2 separate regions of the Mus musculus genome follow, and region 2 is linked to region 1. Evidence: chromatin contacts called from public promoter capture Hi-C data. All regions are on one chromosome and are shown on one strand. The core of a region is the stretch at or near the end of the contact, and the rest is flanking DNA. Distances in the headings are between cores, read along the strand shown. Region 1 holds the start of Dnajb4 (DnaJ heat shock protein family (Hsp40) member B4). Region 2 holds the start of Ankrd13c (ankyrin repeat domain 13c).

Evidence for each region. Promoter capture Hi-C pulls out the DNA fragments that hold promoters and counts their contacts.
Region 2: a contact with region 1 is called in a promoter capture Hi-C map of cranial neural crest. The contact joins the promoter of Ankrd13c here to the promoter of Dnajb4 in region 1. A contact is called at or near these places in 3 of 39 promoter capture datasets (the C10 cell line, cranial neural crest and pre-B cells).

Annotation. Positions count from the first base shown.
Region 1 is chr3:152,191,298-152,197,598 of GRCm38.p6, forward strand. Dnajb4 (DnaJ heat shock protein family (Hsp40) member B4) reads right to left here and starts at 2,548. Exons shown (of 3, transcript NM_025926.5): 1 at 2,080-2,548. The coding sequence starts at 2,290. Gm40180 (a long non-coding RNA gene) reads left to right here and starts at 6,274. Exons shown (of 3, transcript XR_867759.3): 1 at 6,274-6,301.
Region 2 is chr3:157,944,398-157,950,698 of GRCm38.p6, forward strand. It overlaps Ankrd13c (ankyrin repeat domain 13c), which reads left to right and starts at 2,603. Exons shown (of 13, transcript NM_001013806.2): 1 at 2,603-3,559. The coding sequence starts at 3,130.

The sequences.
Region 1 (6,301 bases), core at 1,298-3,797:
AACTCCTCCTAAGCCGACAGAGCTTTGCAGTCACTGTGTGCTAGGTTACCAAATAGTAAGAAACAGAAGAGCTCAACAGTCTTCACTCTCCTATATTTTCAGGTAGCTAATAACTACAGAGTATTTCTGAATAATAAATTTCAACACTTTAAGCAACCAGTCCTGCTTCATGCTTCGTTCCTTGCTTAGAGCACTGATCTGGGCTAAGAACACCAAGAACAAAAAAAGACTCAGGGTATACAGAAATTGTGATTTAGTCACTGGTAATGATCAGTAAAAAAAAATAAGAGGAAGAAAAAGAAAAAGAAAAAGAAAAAGAAAAAGAAAAAGAAAAAGAAAAAGAAAAAGAAAAAGAAAAAGAAAAAGAAAAAGAAAAGAAAGATAATTTGGGGAGTGAGTTACTCTAAAAAGCACTGCCAAGAGAAAACGTAAAGAATTAAGAGTACCAGCTGGTATACTTGAAAACTCTGAAGTCAAACACGATTAATGAGCCTGAATCCTACGGCTTAACACAGAGGTGCACTTGAGCACTCCATAAGATGGAGCCAAATAACCTGCGTTTACACAAGTGGCTTTGTGGGAACTCACACACCACTCCACCTACTCAAGAGTGGCCAGAGTACTGGCACTGTCTCAAGAGCCTGCTCGCTCCTGAGAGGTCACACCACGGCATTCTCAACTGTGTGACCATGGGGAACAGACAGCCTCAACTATCCACATCTTGCTTCTTGTAATTACTCACTCACTTTGTAAGAACTTGACACTGTGGATTTGCACGAATTACAACCACAGGCAGCAGCATGCTTGGGACTGACCCAAAATTAAAGCAGGAGGAAAAGGGCCCACCACTGCTCTGAGTTGTCGGTTTAGTTTGCTTAATGCATGGCCCTGTTTGAAGGACTTCTAATTAGGGAAATCTGGTGTTTAAATGCTATAAACAAGGGGAAAACAGTATGTTTCCATAGCCACCGTGACTTAAAAGACATTAGGGGAAGAATAATGCAAAAGAACTTTAGTCTGTTTTAACACTTGAAAACCCCAGAACTCACGTGAACTAATGCATGGTTGCCGCTGCTGCTGACTGACAATTTCAAACTCCTACTTTATGGCCACATTTACGACATTTATGGACATTTATGGAGATGCTGGACAAAATTCGGAATGGTAAAAGGAGATTCTCAAAGGCTACTGAGCTCACTGAGTCCTGATCTCAGAAGGCAAGAAAAAAAGTATGGCTGAGGGAAAGGGCAGCTGTCATGCTTCCTCTTCAGCCACATAGTAAAATTTCCAAAAGAAATAGTTAACTAAAACAAACTCAGTCATTGTTCCAACTAGGTGGCCATTTTGGGTTAGAGAAGGAGAGGGAGGGCGGGAGGGCGGGGGGGGGGGGGGAGGAAGAGAGGGAGGGAGAAAGAGAGAGAGAGAGAGAGAGAGATCTTGTTCTCCTGGCACAATATTAACTGTTTATAATTAAGCTAAAAACTTGTTCTGGTATTTTATGACATCAGGGAAATTCTTTCCTCTCTAGGCAGATTGCCAAAAACAACTAGAAGCTAAATGCCTGTGCCTTCTGCTTCTACGACACACCACTCCGTCTTGTTCAGTTTCAACTAGCGTCGCTCTAAAAGGACAAAAAACTTCTTGTTTTTCTAAATAAAACATAAATGGCCCAGAATTTGAATTGCCGATCTTAAAATTTTAAGTGACTGAAGATTCTATTAATTCTGGCAATAAAATCATTAAAAACAAAACAGGTTGCATAAGACTTTTAAACAATTCATTCACAGGCATGAGAATTTAAGGTTTCTTTTAAAATATAAAATGCTAAAACAATAAGTCTAACAGGAGAATATGAATAATACAATATTCTAAGAAAAAAACCCACAAAGACAAACATGACATTTCATTCATAGCTCATTCAAATAATCAAGGATTAAACCTTAGTTTTAACCTGTTATTTTTCTTTTTATTTTAGTATGTCTGATGTTCTCATGTAACGATAACCAGAAGGCTGAGAGAGAGAGAAAAAAAAAAGCTACGATTCAGACACTGCCAAAGGTACAGAAATATGCAGCTTACCTTCTTCGCCAAACTGATCATATATTTCTCTCTTTTTAGGATCACTCAGTACTTCATACGCTTCTGCGACCTCTTTAAATTTTTCCTCTGCTTGAGGAGATTTGTTCTTGTCCGGGTGAAATTTGAGGGCTTGCTTTCGGTAAGCCTTTTTAACATCTTCATCTGTAGCTCCTTTGTCAATTCCCAAAATGTGATAATAGTCTTTCCCCATTTCGAATGCCTTGAAATGAACTTAGATTTCCCTTTGTAAAAGAAAACAGCGTCCCCAGGCTTAGCAACACAATGATCCTGAGAAAATAAAGCAAGCTGGGTATCTTACAAGTTAAAGCAAATCAGCAACTCGGCTCAGCTGTCCAGAGGCAGCAGGCAGCGTCTCTATTTAATTCCTCCCCGGCAGCTCACTTACAGATAAATAGACACCGCACGGAGACGGCCTCAGCTAGACCCTCCCACTTCAACTACGTGTCTCTGTACTTTCTAGAACAGCGAACGAACGAACGCTACAGGACGTCACTTTCCCAGCGGCCTCTAGGCAAAGTACTGAGCTGTGCCTCTCCTCCTCCACGATTAACTATTCCCTTTCCTTCGTCCTAGCTGTACCCTTTTATTTCCTGTGGATTTAGCAAACCAGCACAGAATGCCGCAACTACATATACATTTACTCCATTAGAGGTAAAAAGGCAACAGAAATAATTATAGCCATTAGGCATCCCATGTTAAACTGATTATACAGTCAGAAAAGCCCTCAACTTACAGTAGGTATTCTAACTTCAATTTCAAGTTACCTAGCTATAAAATGTGCAGAACTAAAATATGAGGTGTTTACATTTAAAATCTTCAAATAATTTGGGTCATTTTCAAAATTTCTGGGGTCTATCGATCTGAAAAGTGAGGGAGCCACTATATAAAATGTCACATGGTAAAAGGACTGTTATAACATTGAAAAGCAGTATTTTAACATAAATAGGTGACTTAAGAATGGTTTTAACTAGGGGTTCTTTTTTTTGGAGGGGGGATAATACTTAATAAACCATTCCTTATCACAATGAAACGGAAAAGCCCATTCTGAGGGGGTCTTTATACTGCAGGGAATGTAGGGGAGAGAGGATCAGATTCCAGCACGCTCAGGTCAGTGTAACTGTCACCCGGGACCAGTTTACGGCCTGGATGGATTAGTTAGGAGAGGCAGTTAGGTAACAAGTTCCTTCAAAACACATTTCCCCTAATTTTAAGTATTTACTTGTTGACAAAGATTTTTTTGAAACAAGTGGGGGGGGGTTTTCTCCCTATCTTTTTAGTATTCCCTTGTAATATTAGTATATTTCATACCTTTAAAAAACATTTGTTGCGATTTGTTGTAATTTTTTAAATCAACAGTTTTAATCATTTTACATTTATATGTTATCTGATGCTTTCCTTCTTTAAAAATGTATCTTGAATAGATGAGAAATATTTTGAATGTAAATAACTCATCTTTTATCTCTTTTGTGGGTTTTCAATCTGTACCAGCTGGCTTTGTGTGTCAACTTGACACAAGCTGGAGTTATCACAGAGAAAGGATCAGGATCAAACATTTCTTTTTCACATTCCATGTCCCAAAGACCATGGGGAAGTTAACATCAGCAGTCATCATGAGAGTGCGACTCTGAAAGTGCATATGCCATCACACTCACCTATAAATATCTACCTGCTAATACAGGTGTAGGGGGTAGACTTGAGAGAGACTATGAAGAGAAGAGAAACTACAATTAGTAAATTAACTGCATTTAAAAATTGAATTCTTCTATTAACATGAAGCTCGAATTCTCCTTGTTTTATTACAAGTATCTAGCCTGCTGTATCATGCAATAATTCAGGACTCAGAAAAGCATAAATTTATTTTTATGTATATCAAAAAGCTTAAATGTGATTATTTTATCAATGTTAACAGCAACAAAGTTTTTGTGCATAATAGTATGTTGAAGTCAAATGCTACTCTATTTTAATGACAGGTGGATGGGCCAGAGGTAATTAAAACTCTGAAAGTCACTGATTTTGCTCCTAGCACTTTACTCAATGTTCTTACTCGGGATGCTATGCTTTAATAACCGTACAAGAGTGGTCTGTACAGAAGACAGCACTTACACCCCATACCTACAAGTAGAACACATCGTCCAACTGACACCATCTTTCTCTAACTTGATTTTCATTTCTACTTAACAAAAAACTCTTAGCTGTTGTGATGGTTCACACTGGAATCCCAGCACTCAAGGACTGAGGTAGATGAAGGCCAGTGTAAGGCACACAGTGAGCTCAGGGCCAGCTTGAGCTATGTAATAAAACCCTGCCCTTGATATACTGTGAGGAGCACAAAGACATGCGCTGACTTCTAGAACTACTTAGAAAAAAAAATCAATTTTAAAATTAGGTCACTAAAAAGGCTAACGCAGGAGAATGGCTAGTTTTAGGCCAGCCTAGGCTACAGAGAGAGATGCCGTCTCCATTAATTATTAAGATAATCTCAAAAATATTTGAGAACATACTAATATTTTACTGATGTGCTTGTTAAAAATTTTTCTACCAATATTTAATTTTTAAACAGGTCATGTTCAATCCTGGAGTTTTTCTTTTATGTATATGTACTGGCTAGTTTTGTGTCAACTTGACACAGCTGGAGTTATCACAGAGAAAGGAGCTTCAGTTGAGGAAATGCCTCTATGAGATCCAACTGTAAGGCATTTTCTCAATTAGTGATCAAGGGGGAAAGGCCCCTTGTGGATGGGACCATCTCTGGGCTGGTAGTCTTGGGTTTTATAAGAGAGCAGGCTGAGCAAGCCAGGGGAAGCAAGCCAGTAAAGAACATCCCTCCATGGCCTCTGCATCAGCTCCTGCTTTCTGACCTGCTTGAGTTCCAGTCCTGACTTCCTTGGTGATGAACAGCAGTATGGAAGTGTAAGCCGAATAAACCCCTTCCTCCCCAACTTGCTTCTTGGTCATGATGTTTGTACAGGAATAGAAACCCTGACTAAGACAGTATATGAGCACAATGTAGCTGTCTTCAGACACACCAGAAGAGGGCATTGGATCCCATTACAGATGGTTATGAGCCACCATGGGATTGCTGGGAATTCAACTTCAGATAATCTCAAATACTTGAGAACAGATCAATATTTTACCAATGTACTTAGAGTTTCTCATATAATGAACTTATATTAGAAAATCATGACCTCTAGTTCCCTACACTTCCTACCCAAAGATTAGGAATTTTTAGCCTCTTTTATTCTATGTTCTTAGTGCTTCTGACAGTTGCATATCTAACCTCAAAGCTAAGTGTGCCCAATGGTCACTACATCTGTCAAGGCAGCAGATATGGCAGTGCACTAACTGCAAATCTTGGCAGGCTGAGGCAGAAAGACTGCTGTTGAGCTTTAGTACAGCCTGGACTATAGAGTGAGCCGCAAGTCATCATCATGGGCTACATGGCAAAGAAAGAAAGAAACAGACAGACAGAGGGAGAGAGAAAGAGAGAGAGAGGGAGAGGGAGGGAGGGAGGGAGAGAGAAAGAAAGAGACAGAGGGAGAGAGAAAGAGAGAGAGGGAGGGAAGGAGGGAGGGAGGGAGGGAGGGAGGGAGGGAGGGAGGGAGGAAAAGAAAGGACAGAACAGAGAGAGAGAGAAAGAGAGAGAGAGGGAGGGAAGTAGGGAGGGAGGGAGGGAGAGAGAGAAAAAAAGGACAGAACAGAGAGGGGGGAGAGAGAGGGAAGGAGGGAGGGAGAGAGAGAGAGAGAGAGAGAAAGAAAGACAGAATATAGAGAGGGGGAGAGACAGAGAGAGAATATGAATTTTAAGGGCTGGAGAAAAGTGGTAAAAATGCATGTCTGCCTTGTATCAGACCCTGGGTTTAATCCCCAGGGGACAGAAAGGAGGAAGAAGGAAGAAAACCCACAGTGGGACTAAGGAACATCTAAACAATTATTTAAAGTACTTGTTAAAAGCAGTCTCTGGAGTCAAGCTGTGGTGGTTTGTTTATGCTCAACCCAAGAAGAGACACTAGGTGTGGTCTTGTTGGAGTAGGTGTGTCACTGTAGGCGTGGACTTTAAGACTATCATCCTAGCTGCCTGGAAGTCAGTATTCTGCTAGCAGCCTTCAGATGAAGATGTAGAACTCTCAGCATCTCCTGCACCACGTCTGCCTGGATGATAAAGGACTGGCACCATGTTCCTGCCTTGATGATAATGGACTGA
Region 2 (6,301 bases), core at 1,353-3,852, 5.8 Mb after region 1:
AGTCACTGCCCTACACATGAATTTACCATCACCTAGGAAGAAGGGAGTTTCAGACCTAAGGAGAAACCAGAGTAGATACTTAGAACTATAGATAGCTGAGTTATACCCAGACGCACGTATTTACAATGGCCTAGGGGGAAGGTGGACTATACAATAGACTAAAATAGGAACTTTGGCAAGGGCACGAAGCCCTTGACCCTGGCTTCTAAAATTAAGTGAATCTTAGGTGGAGCCCTTGTTTTTTATTTTTTTTTATTACGTATTTTCCTCAATTACATTTCCAATGCTATCCCAAAAGTCCTCCACATCCACCCCCCCCCCCACTCCCCTACCCACCCATTCCCATTTTTTGGCCCTGGCGTTCCCCTGTACTGGGGCGTATAAAGTTTGCCTGACCTATGGGCCTCTCTTTCCATTGATGGCCGACTAGGCCATCTTTTGATACATATGCAGCTAGAGTCAAGAGCTCTGGGGTACTGGTTAGTTCATAATGTTGTTGGTGGAGCCCTTGTTGATCCCAGTTGTTAACAATGAATTCTATCCCAGGTGGTTCCTGTTAGACCTGTGTTTGCATTCCTCTGATTTATGTAAGAATCCAGTAACCTCTTTGTACCTTGTGAGTGTGTCACCCAACTTCCTTATTGTCTTCTGTATAAAAAGTTCGATTTGACAAATTACATTCAGATTCTACACAACCTCTCCTGTGTGCATCTATCTGTCATCCCATCAGACACTTTCCCCACCTGCGACTAGAGACCCATTCCACACAGACAAAGGGATCCAGAGGGTCTGTGGCAATAAAATGTATCAAAATTGCTTCAGAATTTTATAAAAACCAAACTTGTGTATATACTCATCTTTATTAGGTGTAATGCAGATATAGCACTATCATGAAGTTAAAAAACAAAACGAAACAAAAACCAATAAAACAACACAAGGGACTGGGGAGACTGGGCTTTCATAAGTTCTTTAAAACCTCTTTCAGATACTACTTCCTCCACAAAGACTTTTAAAAATGATTTTGTTTATTTTTATTTTATATGTTTTTTTTTTTTTTGCCCGAATGTATATCTGTGTGAGGGTGTTAGGTAGTCAGAAACTGCTGGAGTTACATACAGATAGTTGTAAACTGTCATGTGGGTGCCGGAAGCTGAATCCCAGGTCCTCTGAAAAAGCAGCCACTTCTCTCAACTGCCGATCCTCCTCTCCAAGCCCTTCACAAAGACTTTCTGAAATTTGATTTCTGTGTCAATTTAAACTAATAATTTCCCCTTATGTTATATTGGGATGTTACAGAATCTCAGAATTTACATTTTTCTTGTACTAAATATCTTTAATAGTACTCATATTTTGATGTCCCTACCCATTACATACTATAAGCCTTAAACCTCAAAGTTTAAAGGGATGAGATGTTTGTTTTTTGAGAACAGTCACTTGAGGCAACCTTCCTGTATCTACTTCCCGAGTGCTGGGATTGTAAGCATATACCACCACAATAGGTTGTCTTAAAAAAAAATGTTCATGGTGTTTGATTTCACTGAAAGAACACTTAGGAGTTTTAACATCCATCAAGAGGTAGCAGCCAGTAATTAGGTACATGATTTTGGCTGCCTACCTACTATTTACTGTTTTTTTTTTTTTTTTTTAAGACTAATTTTGTGTGTGTGTGTGGGTATGCACCAGAGGACAATTTGTTGGAATGGGTTCTTTTCTTTTACCATGTGGGTCCCAGGGATTGAATGCTCAGTGGCATGTCATGTCACTGGTCCATCTACTAATTTTGGGACAGCATTCACTCTGTAGCTCAGGCTAGCCTTGAATCCATGTGATCAATCCTTTTGCCCTTCCTCAGTTTCTGGAGTGCTGGAACTTATTGATGTGAGCCACCATGTTCAGTTTAGTTTTCTAAATGTTCACAATTTCATCACACACACACACACACACACACACACACACACACACAGTGCTTTGATTCCCACTCACTACCTCGACTATTCATTCTATACGTCTTATGGCACTTTTGTTCTACACCATTTTATTTCGCTGGGTTACTGTGCAATTCCTGAATCTGATCTAAGATCCGTTTCCTACTTCCAAAGAATTTATGTCCAAAATTCCAAACTGTATAACTAGCACTCTGTGTAAAAACACCAAGGACCTCCAACTTCAATATGCTAAATTTGAACTCATTTTTAAAGGAGTCTTAAGCTTTTTCCGGATTCACTGTATCCCAGAGCATGCTTTCATCATCTCTCACCCGGGTTACTGCCCACTTATTTAAAAACAATTACTCCATTTCCTCAAGTAAGCATCCTCCACATACTTTAACTCTGACGTTTGTCCCAAATACACTCAACTAACAGCTGTTTGAAAAATCCTCCATTCCCGGTGTAATAAACAGCCTTTGAATTCCAAAGTCAGGCCCTAGATTCCTCCAGGATAACTGGCCATCTCTCCTCGCCTACAGCCTTGCCAGCCTGAGCAAGTCCTTGCACAGGTTAGGGAACCCAGCAGAGTCTTAGCGAGTGTTTACTGAAGGTCCAGCGCAGCTGAGTGACGTCACGTCCGATATCCGGTGGTGTCTTCCTACGTCGTTCTGAGGGAGGTTGACAAACAGGGTTTCAGCCTTTAAGCTAGAGTTCGTAACTGCCGTTGACCTCCTCCTTTACGAAGGCCCAGAGCACCAGGTCAGAGCTCTGAGTCTGGGTCTGAATTCAGCCGCAGGGCCCGGCCCAGGGTGGAACCCTGTGCGAGAGGAGCGCGGGCGCTGCCCGGACCCTGACCCAAGCGCAGAAGCGGCCCTCTAACACTCCGCGGCGGCGTTTCCTCCGAAGCTCTCGCGAGAGGAGCCGGGGAAAGATGGCTGCGCCGGGTCTTTCCGAGTGAGGAGGAGGCGGCGGCGGCGGCGCCGGGCGTCGTGCGGTCGTGGTCTCTTGAGCTGCGGCTTTCCTCGTCCGAGACGAGGGCCGCCGCCTCCGGGAGATGCGCGTGTCGCGGACCCGCGGTCGCCCCGGGAGTTCATGCTGCGTGCTAGGCTCGCGGCCGCCGCTCTAATCGCCCGGCGCCGCCGCCGCGCCGGCTCGGCCCGCGGTGAGCCTCCCGGAGCCTGTCCCGCGCGCCGCGGCGGCTATGACCGGGGAGAAGATCCGCTCCCTGCGGAGGGACCACAAGCCCAGCAAAGAGGACGGGGACGTGCTGGAGCCCTGCGAGGAGGAGGCGACAGCCGCGCTCGGCGGCGCCTTCACCGGGGGCAGAAGCGGACCGGGCGGCAGCGGCAAGGGCGGCAAGGCCTGCCATAAGATCTTCAGCCACCACCACCGGCTGCAGCTGAAGGCGCCCGCCGTTCCGGGCCCCGGCGTTCCGGCCCCGCCGCAGCACAACGCAGTGACTGCCACCTGCCCTGCCCCGGCCTGCCTGGGCGGCAGCAACCCCGCTTTAGTCGCTGACGGAGGCGGCTGCCCCTCGCTCTACCCGGTCCACGAGTGCGTCTTTAAGGGGGACGTGAGGAGACTGTCCTCGCTCATCCGCACGCACAATATCGGACAGAAAGATAATCATGGTGAGCTTTGCCTAATTTCCGTCCCCTCGGAGGTGGGGTGGGGGTGACCGTTGGCCTCCGGGTTCCCGGTCCCTTCTCCCGCACCGTGTTTTCCTCTGGCGGAAAACCTCGAGTCTTTTCAGGTGCAGCGAGCGTGCCAGGGGTCAGGGTGCAGCAAGGATGTTTTCTTCTTTTCCACCTGAGCATTTCGGGACAGGTTGCATTTTCTCTGCGGCAGTCTTTGCGAGTGCCAAAAGGTCGGGCTATCTCACATCCAGGCAGGTCTTCTGGGTTTTAGGGAACGTTTCCTTTTTCCCTCCCTCCCTTCTTGCCGGTCTTCACCGCCCAGGTACGCGCAGATAGATGTGAGTTTTTATCCGTCACTGACCTCGTGCTGTAAACACTGGTTTTTGAAAGCCATACTGAAATGTGTCCGCATTTAATTTCCCAAAGCAATTGAAGAGACTTTTGTTTTTGTTGCTCTTTCCACACCAGGACCATTTTTCATCTTGATTGAGACTAAAGACATACTATGGTTTTCATTATAAAGTCTTAGCCACATGTACTGGCTGGTTTTATGTGTCAACTTGACACAGTTGGAGTTATCACAGAGAAAGGAGCTTCAGTTGAGGAAATGCCTCCATGAGATCCAACCTGTAAGGCATTTTCTCAATTAGTGATCAAGGGGGAAAGGCCCCTTGGGTGGGACCATCTCTGGGCTGGTAGTCTTGGGTTCTATAAGAGATCAGGCTGAGCAAGCCAGGGGAAGCAAGCCAGTAAAAAACATCCCTCCATGGCTTCTGCATCAGCTCCTGCTTTCTGACCTGCTTGAGTTCCAGTCCTGACTTCCTTGGTGATGAACAGCAGTATGTAAGTGTAAGCCGAATAAACCCTTTCCTCCCCAACTTGTTTCTTGGTCATCATGTTTGTGCAGGAATAGAAACCCTGACTAAGACAGCACATGTTTGAGAAAGCATGGTATATTTGGTAGTGAACGGTATCAGTATCTACTTTTGGCCGAATCTTGCCTGGTGATTTTTTAACCCCTTTAAAGCAACTTGTTGTTGTTGTTTTTGTAAAGACTTATTTGCATCCTCCCCTGCCTCCCCCCCCCCTACTTCGTGGTGCTGTGGATTGTATCTAACTAAGGTCTTGTGAAATAGTAATTGTTGAAAATATTTTTCAATGTTTTATTAACAGGCAAATATTGTTGGCAGCTGTTTTTAACCTGACCATTCATTCTACATTAATTAATTAGGTAAACTGCTCAAGATGGTATTATACATTTGTGCACAAAATGGTTTTGCACATTAATGCAATACCACCTGTGAAAATAAGCTTCCTGAATTTCATTGGTTTTTAGATTTTTTTTTTTTATCTAAAATTAGAACAAAAGTAGAAAACAAAACAAAAAAAATGAATGATTTTGGTTCAGTTTTCTGTCTTTGTCTTCTGATTTTGTAAGACCAGTCTGGCCTCGAACTCAGAAATCTGCCTGCCTCTACCTCCCAAGTGCTGGGATTAAAGGTGTGCGCCACCACCGCCCGGCCTTTTAGTCTATTTTACTGTGCTGTTCTACCAAGCACATTTGACTGCTACCGAGAACTAGATGCCGACTTAAACAGTTGAATCGTAGCCCTAGTGTATTGGTTAGTAGGATGCTGTTTAGACGTGGTCTAGTAGTAGCTGTGTTTTATCTTTGCCTTTAGAACTTAGTTACATGCCTTAAAGTCTCTTTGAAAATGGTCAAACATCCCCTTTGCAAGTTAATGCTCTTTAAGAGATAAGTGGATGCCATAGGAACTACTGAAATTTTGGAATTACTGATTGTTGAGCTTCTAGTTATGTATTTATCATTTTTAAAAACTAAATACTTTTCAGAATAATTAGAATTCTATATATCCTTAAAGGATACTCCTGACCTTTACCCACCAAAATTCACCTTTTTTTGTATTTCATTTAGCTGCCTTTATATCACTTATGATCAAAGCAGCTATGGGCTCTTGCCTGTAAAAAGTGCAACCATGCCTCTTTTTGGCACACTCAGGGAAGAGGCACTGCTGTGCTCTTCTGTAGTTTCATAGTGTCCCCATTAAACTCTAAGATCAGTATTTTTTTTTTTAACCGAATTTATTTCTGCATGCCTGTTTGTGAAGATCCAAGGACAACTTGTGGAGAATTAAGTCTCTCTTTCATTGTGTGGGTCCCAGGATTGAATTGAACCCAGGTTGTCTGTTGTTCCCATTACTGCAGGTTAACTTAACCCTAGCCGCCTCCGCCTCCAGCCTAGCTATTAAAACTTTTTTTTTTTTAGATTTATTTTTATTTTATGTGCCTTCCTTTGTTTCTACAACTCTGGGATTTCAAGCATGTGCTACCACATCCAACTTCTTTTTGAAAATTATTTTATTTTTTTATGTGCATTGGTGTTCTGCCTTCATGTCTGTGTGAGGATGCCAGATCTTGGAGTTACAAACAATTGTGGGCTGCCATGTGGGTGCTGGGAATTGAACCTGGGTCTTCAGAAGTTTCATCAGTGCTGTTAGTACTCTCAACTGCTGAGAGATCTCTCCAGCCCCCATACCCAACTTTCATATCAAGGATTCAAACTCAGGTCCTCAGGGTTGTTTAGCAGTTATTTTACCAGTTGAATCCAGCCCTGTAGTTTTATTCTTTAAATGGATTTTGTCAAATGATTTTCTTTAAGATTTATTTATTATATGTAAGTACACTGTAGCTTTCTTCAGACACTCCAGAAGAGGC